Linked DNA regions of Mus musculus: region 1 is linked to region 2. Evidence: chromatin contacts called from public promoter capture Hi-C data. All regions are on one chromosome and are shown on one strand. Each heading gives the region's core, a stretch centred on a gene start, on an enhancer-like site or on the middle of the called end of the contact. The rest is flanking DNA. Distances are from core to core; before and after follow the strand shown.

What was found. Promoter capture Hi-C pulls out the DNA fragments that hold promoters and counts their contacts.
Region 1: a promoter capture Hi-C map of liver shows a contact between it and region 2, with 3 times the contacts expected there. The contact joins the promoter of Qrsl1 here to the promoter of Sobp in region 2.

The regions. Positions count from the first base shown.
Region 1 is chr10:43,899,469-43,903,598 of GRCm38.p6, reverse strand. It overlaps Qrsl1 (glutaminyl-tRNA synthase (glutamine-hydrolyzing)-like 1), which reads left to right and starts at 1,863. Exons shown (of 11, transcript NM_001081054.2): 1 at 1,863-1,985. The coding sequence starts at 1,962. It overlaps Rtn4ip1 (reticulon 4 interacting protein 1), which reads right to left and starts at 1,792. Exons shown (of 9, transcript NM_130892.5): 1 at 1,063-1,792. The coding sequence starts at 1,336.
Region 2 is chr10:43,173,081-43,176,964 of GRCm38.p6, reverse strand. It overlaps Sobp (sine oculis binding protein), which reads left to right and starts at 2,435. Exons shown (of 7, transcript NM_175407.3): 1 at 2,435-2,989. The coding sequence starts at 2,894. It overlaps 9030612E09Rik (RIKEN cDNA 9030612E09 gene), which reads right to left and starts at 2,266. Exons shown (of 1, transcript NR_102361.1): 1 at 400-2,266.

The sequences.
Region 1 (4,130 bases), core at 614-3,113, 730 kb before region 2:
GGTAGTTAACTTCCTGTGAATTGGTCATCTCAGAACATATTCATCTTCAGAAGACACACGTGAGTTCCCATAAGCGAGACTGACAATATTTTTGCCAGTTTTTTCCAGAATTAAAGTAATTTATAAATACAAATCAATTTGTTCACCACTATAATAGAACCACAGTATAGAATATAAGAATACATTTAAGGAATGCTCTCCCCAAGCTGTTCAATATGACCCAGCAAGAGAAATTAGGATAACATTATCCCAGCTTCAGCGGGTGTATAACAAGAAAACACATTTAAGCTGGAGGTGGGGAGTGGGGAATGGGGATATGAGAAATGACGAGGATGCTGTGCCCCTATCAGGAGTTCTGCTCTGTTGCTTGGTACACTGGGCCTATAACAGAAGCTGTGAACCGTGGGACAGCAAGAAGGATACAGGAATTACATAGACCCAGACTCTGAACTGATGGGGAAACATAGCCAAACTCTGGAGCCTGTGCTGGACCCTAAAATTACCACAGAGCAAATTAACTGTAGATATCACTTCTCGGTCCCAACTCATATGTGAAAGGAAACAAACACATTTAATAAAAGATTAAAGTATACCTTAGCAGTTGTGACAACAAAACGTCGTAAATATTTGCAGGGATAGTATCAGAAACCAGATGGCTCTGCCTATAGTGGTGCTTGCTACCAAGCCTGGTGGTCAGTTTAATGCCCGGAGCCTACCTGGTAGAAGGAAGAAACTCACTCCCACAAGATGTCCTTTGACCTCCACTTGGGCCCTGTTCCACACACCCAAACACAAAATAAATACATGTAATAAGAAACCTAAATGACTCCCTCACGCCAACCTAAATGTAGTCTATTAACTAGGTGTGGTCTACACCTGCTAAATCCCAGGCCTGGAGAGGCAGAGCAGGAGGGCGGCAGAGTGGAGACTAGTCAGTGGTATACAATGAATTGGAGGCCAGCCTGGGCTAGACAACGACCCCTTGTTTCAAAAGAAAAACAACAAAACACCTGTGTGCCCAGTGAATTTTGATTTAAAACCAAACAAACCCGGACAACTTACTTCTCATATTAACATCTATAGGATTTACACTGGCAGCGTGGACTTTGATAATGACTTCATTTGGATAGTGTATGATAGGTAACATCATGTTCTGGGTGAATCGAAGGACTTCATTCTTTCCATATTTATCTATCACCCAAGCGGGCATGACAGTGCTCCTCGCAGACGTAGTACTAATGCCTCTAAATGGTGGCTTTGGGATAACTGTCCTTCTCCAGAAGCAGGCGGCGGCACAAGCACTTCTTCTAAGTACACAGGTCTTCAAAACGCCCATCCTGAGCAGGGATGGAGAACGTTTCCTCGAAAAAAAGAAAAGAAAAAAAGAAAAAGAAAAAAGAAAGGAGGAGCGGGGGTGGGGGGTGCGACGGTGGAGAGAAAGGACCTGAAGCAGGTCAAACTAACACATTTCAATTCAGCCAAAATCTGCCAAACCCACAGGTCAATTAAGCGAGGGGGAGCTTTCAGAAGCAAACTCAACCTAAAGCCGCGACGGAATTAAAATAGAATTGCTACTGTGCTCCCCACGTCAGAAATGTCCCAGTTGGCGTCCAGTCAGTACACTGGCCATTCCTTCCTTACGCTCTCCTTCCCCTTAAGGAAAAAAAAGCAAGCAAGCAGGGAGTCCTCAGAGGGACAAGCAAACAAGGCTAGCAATTCCTAGGTCAGGCGGATTCCTGACACGACCCCGGCCGCGGTCTCCTTGCCTGTCCGCGCGCCTCCGGTCGCCGGCGCGCGAGCCAATCGTGTGCAGAGATCATTTCCGCCGCCCGGAACTCGACCAATCCAGGCGCTCGTTGTTAAAGAGGAGCCAAGATGTCTGCGCCCATGTAACGCCGGTGGCAGAGATTGACTCCTTCCTCTGTTCCGGGACCCGGTGCTACCGGCTGACTCCGAGGGCTATGCTGGGCCGGACTCTCCGAGAAGTGAGTGGACATGGCCAGGAGGGGACCAGGGAGGGCTGAGACACTGGAGGACTCGGAAGTTCAAGGTCGCCCCGGGTCACGCCGCACGGCACGCCCCCCCCCCCCGACCGCCTACATTCCTGAGTGGGAAGTGGGATTCGAACCTAAGCTCTTACCGTACACGCTGAGTCAATCCCCTAGAGTCAGAACGTCAAAAAGTTTGAACCCCTGAGCCGTGGAGTGGAACGACAGTCAACCCGCGCGATTAGGGAGAGGTTTCTCAGACAAGCCATCTCAGTCCCGTCGCTGCTGTGCTCGCTTAGGGACGGGGCGGTTTTGTAGCATGCACATTTGAAACAAACAAAAAAATTGGTGGCTTAAAAAAAAAAACAAAAAAAAACTAGGATTTCTACCACATCGTGTTTGAACATCTACTTAAGCTGTAGGTCGCAACCACAAATGTAGGAGAAAATGTGACAGCAGTTTTGAAAGGGAAGGAGGAGTGTTCCTGAGACAGTGGGCAAAGTTAATTCAAAAATCAAACTGTGAGTTGTGAGTTCAAGGTGTTTCTGACCGCACCCAGCGGTGCTTCCTCACGACTCTCTGCAGCAGGGTATGTGTGCACTGCCCAGCAAATGCTGCCGGAAACATCTCAACTCAGAATCGAGAGTATTGTTTATTAAGATTTAACATATGAGCAACTTTTCTAAACTTGTAGAAACATAATTATTTAATTTCAGAAAGCAAAACCTTTTAATATTTTACTAAATCGTTTTTCAGCTTGTCATACCCTAAGTGTGAAATGCGTGCATCTTTGGGATTTGTTGCTTTAAGGTGCTTGATTCTAAAAATGGCTGAGTTATTGACTTGAGTCTCATTCAAAAATCACTAAATAAGTTTTGATGTGAGATTATTCAGCTTTTTCCCAATATGGCGCTAAACATGCTCCTACAATTTTGTACAACATATTTATGCAAAGTGGTGTTCTCAGCACTGATATATCAAATCAAAATATTGGTAAACTGAAAAAAAATGAAAAACGTTGAGGAAACCTACAGCCAGGATTTAATTCTTTATTTAAAAATAAGCAAGTCTATGCATTTATTGGTATGCAGGTTTACTTTCATCTTTAATAGTAGAATTATGTACACCAAATAATTTTGTAAATATCTATATTTATTTATTTATTTATCTATTGTATATGGGTCTTTTGACTGCATGTATGTCTGCACACCAGAAGAGTGTATCAGATCCCATGTCACTACAGTCTTAAGTGGTTGAGAGCTGCCTTATGGGTGCTGGGATTTGAACTCAGGGCCTGTGGAAGAGCAGCCAGTGCTCTTAGCTGCTGAGGCACTACTCTAGACTCCATAGAATGGTTCTAAAATCAAATCCTTTATGATTTAGCAATTAATGCCTTGTATACCTACTTTGTATCTCAGTATACCTGTGCTTTGCAAAGCTTGTCTAGCACAAAAGGATTGTGAGTAGAAAAAGCTTCAGAAGCCCTGCCCAGGCTCGTATCTGTGAGGGCCTTCTGGAGGGCTCTTCCAAATGCCCAGAACACTCTAAACAAAGCAGAGGTGTCATTGCCCAAGCCAGAACAAAACCGGGAAGCACACCGTTACCCGTGGGTCTGTACACTGCCCTTCACTCTCCCTGTCCATCAACTCACTAAGCCCTCTAGTCTGTTCTCTTGAGATACCGTCCCACCTTAAGTCTTAGTCTTGCTTCAATATGGCTCGCCTGCCTTTGTTTGGGGCCAAACTCTCTTCAAGCTTTACAACAGTCTGCTCACCCACTCAGAATCACCTGGGGCCTTAGTTAACCTTCAGCTGGTTACCACACTAGACTCAATTAGAAAGATCTGTGTGATTAAAGCCTAGAGTGTATGGCTTAATGGGGTCTCTGGGTAGATCCTGGTACCTTAGTATTGAGTACCTATCCTGCCTACCGCTTCCCTCTCCCTTTTGTGTCTCCATTTGAGAGTCTTTTCTTTTTCAGCTGGCACCATTTCAGTGATATATAGATATTATGTTAACATATGTGTATATGTACATATACACATGTGCATATACATTAAATTAACATATCTGTATATAAATATGTGTGTATGTATATATAAACATATATGCATATATGCTAATATATTTGTATATAATATAT
Region 2 (3,884 bases), core at 1,186-3,685:
AGTTCAGGTCAGGTTAACGTTTTTTTCTCAGATATACTTTCTGAGTTTCCAATGTCAGTAAAGATCTACTTCATGGGTTCTGGTCCAATCGTTTTACCTCAGTCTTGTAGAGGGCAGGAAGGCACAGGTGGCTGATCAATGTCACTATTTTCATTAGACTCCTGGGCTGTTTCTTTAAAGTTACTCCCTTTGAAAGAAGTGCAGCTGTTTCTAAATATAAATCTGTGCTATAGTTTACCTTTTCTGTTTATTTGTTTCTTAACTTGTGAAACTGTATCTAAGACAGGGGGGTATACAACTTGTTACTTGATATCAGCTGAACAACAGTGAGTCAATTGTGACAGCTCTGGCCCCAAAGGAAACAGAGAAGATGTAAATGTTTCCAAGAGACAAAGGCTTCTTATTGCATAGTTTATTTTACAACATGAGTCTGTAGTTTTACAAAGTAAGGGGGAAAAAGTTTTCCTACCACTTTTTTTTTTTTTTTTTTTTTTTTTTTTTAGCTAAACACCAAGAGGACAGAACAGAAAAAAACAAGCCTACCAACAATAGGATGATGGAGACACCCTCTATATATAGTGTAACCATACATACTATGAATGGTGTAACCATATATAAGGATCACATTCCTTAGTGATGGGGAGGAGTCCGGGCTTCTCTCAGCCTCCTTAACTACTGGGTCGCTGGAGGTTTACCAACGTCTTCTGCAAATACATATGACCCAGCCAGAGGACTTGGGGCTCTGAAGCTGGATGCACATCTCCTTGGTTTTCATCTACCCCTTTTCTTAAATCCTTGACACGACCCCCTGGCTTTTCACTATGACCCCTAAAAGGCAAAAGCTGGCTTTTAGAAGTTCCCACAGGCCTTCTGCATGGCTTCGGGTACACAGGTACTTTCCCTCGCACCCCCAGCACACGAAAGAGAAGATGCTTTCCAGGGTACCCTCCCAAATATTTGTACGAAACACATTATGCTAAAATGCAAAAACAGGCCTCATAGGGTTGTTCAGCCCTGCAGAGTACGCTCCCAGATATCTGTAATTCTATGCTTAAAGAGACAAAACCATGCTAAAATGCAAATTAGGCAAGGCAACACTCAGAATGAACCCCACTTGATAGGCCGAACTGAGATTTTAATGAAAAGCTTACTCATACCCCCACACCGAATTCATTCTATCTCTTAAGGACTTAAAAATGTGTAATTTTAAATTCCACCACTGTCATAATGAACACTCCGTAATAACAAGCCGGGGAACAATGGACACCCCCATATCACATTGTGTCAGGTAATTACAAAGTGGAGCGGCGCGGGAAAGCTGAACTGGGAACGTCTAGGTGTCGTTCCTTTGCAGTGTGTGTAGGAGATTTTCAGAGCTGTGTGTTGTCTCTGGAGCCTCATCAAACGGTTCACGCTGATACCTCAACCCAAAAGACAGGGACAGGCGCAGCCGACCTTGGTCCAGGGCGTGGACAGAGGCGGCCCAAGAGGAAACACGTGAGCGCATGGAGGATGAGCTGGGCTTTGGAACCAGCAGATGCGAGTCTGGTGGAAGAGTGTGGAACCTGATGGAGAGGAGAGGGTCCTGTCGTGCGTGGCGAGGGCGTGGGGCTTCTGGGGGGAGGGATCCTGAGCGCACAACAGTACCCACTAAGCCCAACCCTTCCCATTAAGCACAGGGCACGGTGAGGGTGCAAGCCGGGTCACCGGGTAAAGATGCTACTTTGTAACAGAGCATAAGCTTGCGTTTGGGGCAGAGGGGGAAGGGAGACAGAAAGAGAAAGAAAATCAGGGAGCTGGAGGCTGAGTTGTCCTACTTCGAAGTCCTTCTCAGGAAGGCAAAAGCTTCCTGGCAAACAGTCTGACGGCGCGCTGTGCTGGAGACCCCTCTAAGCGACATTCAGCCTCCACACAGCCTGCCGTAGTCTTCGGAGCAGGACACTGGTGCCTGAGCGGTGGGTCCGGTCTGTGTTTCCCTCCGCTCCCGGGCGCTGCAACCCCGGAGCCGAGTTCTCGCTCTGCCTTCAGGTCCCTGCGCCCTTTCAGCGCTCCACCTCCACCCTTCACCCCGCTATGTTTTGCCTCAGCGGCCTCTAGGTCATCCTCAGAAGCCAACTCTGAGCCCACCGGAGCCCACGTCACGGAGCTCGGGAGCAGGAGGGGTCGTCGCGGGGAGGTGGCGGCTCCGAGTAGGGCCGGTGCCCGCCGCCCAGGAGCAGGCGGCCGCCAGCAGCCCCCGGAGCCGCGCAGCATCCGCGTCTACAACGACCGGGAAGCCACGCCCGCTCGCGAGCGGGGGGCTGGCCTTGTCCCCCCCACCCCCAGCCTCCCCTCCCTCGGACCCCTCCCCGCTCAGTCCCTCCCTCCGCCCGCGGCTCGGCTCGCGGGAGGCGCTGGGCGCCGGGGCTGGCGCGCTCTCCCGGGCGCACACACAGATCCACGCACGCACGCCCAGAGCAGCTGTCTCCGCCGTGGCCGGCGCTCCTCTCGCCCATGCGGACAGACAGAGCTCAGGAAGATGGCTGACGACTCCTTCGGGCCCCGAGGATGCAGCCCGGCGGCGGCGGGAGCGGGAGCGGCGGCGGCGGCACCGGCAGCGGCGGCAGCAGGAGCGGCGGCGGCGACGGTAGGAGCGGCGGCGGCGGCATCCCCGAGACTCCCCGGGCTACCCTTCCCCGTGACGGCCACTGACGGTCTCCGCCGCTAGAAGAGACCCCGCTCCTCCCTCGCCTGTTCCACCCCCACCCCCAGCCCCGGACCCGCTAGCACCGCTACCTCCGCCAGCGTTGCCACCATCAGCACCACCTCCACCTCCGCCACCGCCACCGCCACCACCACCACCGCCGGCGGCGGCAGCAGCCATTTCATCTCCACAGAAACCAGACACAAAAACATGGCAGAAATGGAGAAAGAAGGGAGACCTCCGGAAAATAAAAGAAGCCGGAAACCCGCTCACCCTGTGAAGAGGGAGATCAACGAGGAGATGAAGGTATTTTCGGACTCGGAGGCCGGGGAGACCGAGCTCTTTATTCCGTCCGCTCCCTTCGGGCTGTTGTGTAGGCTGCGGGGGGGGGGGGGGGGGACAGGGGCGCGCTTGTCAGTTTCTGCTGGGTCCCTGGGACGCCTCAGCTCCCCCTCCAGGTGCAAAACCGAGGCCAACTCATGGGCTGCATCTCCGAAGTCTGCCAACCTCAGATTTGATGGGGGCGAGGGGGGGGGGATACTATTTAACCTCACAAACCCTAGACTGGTACAGATGTTGCCGGGCGAGGGCACTGAACCCCAGTGGCGAGTGAGCATGGTGCAGTGGCTTTCCTGATGGTCGGTGTAGTATTTCTCCCTTTTTCGGAAATGAATCTCCGGACCCCTCCAAAGTTAAGAGCTGCCGGACCGGGGCACCCGGGATACCTGGATTCCACCCCTCTTCCCGGTCCATCCCCAGGCTCGGTGATCCCGCTTTGCTCCAACTCGCCGGCTGCGGCGGTGTAGCTGTCAGTGGCGGAGGCTTGGGCCGGAGCGGCGCGGGTCAGGGACGCTGCAGCCAGCGGGCTCGCCTCGCCGTCCCCGGCCGCTCCTCTCTGCTTCTGCCCCGGGTCTCCCGCTCGCCTCTGCACGCCTCACTTTCCAGTTAGCAGACCCGGCAAGCCCGGCTGAAAGCCAGCTGTCTGAGGGGCGGCCTCCGCTGCCGCCTGCCCATTGTTCGCGAAGGCCAGCCCCGAGTCCTCTCTGCGAGGCCGGGCGCCCTGCCAGGCCAGCGGTGCTCCAGAGGTGGCGAGCGCAGCCTCCTGGCGCTCCAGCTGTTCGCGTAGAAACCCAAGAACACGGCTCAGCCTGGACTCTTCTGTCACCCCCACTTCTTTATTTTCCTCAAAGTTGTGTGTTTT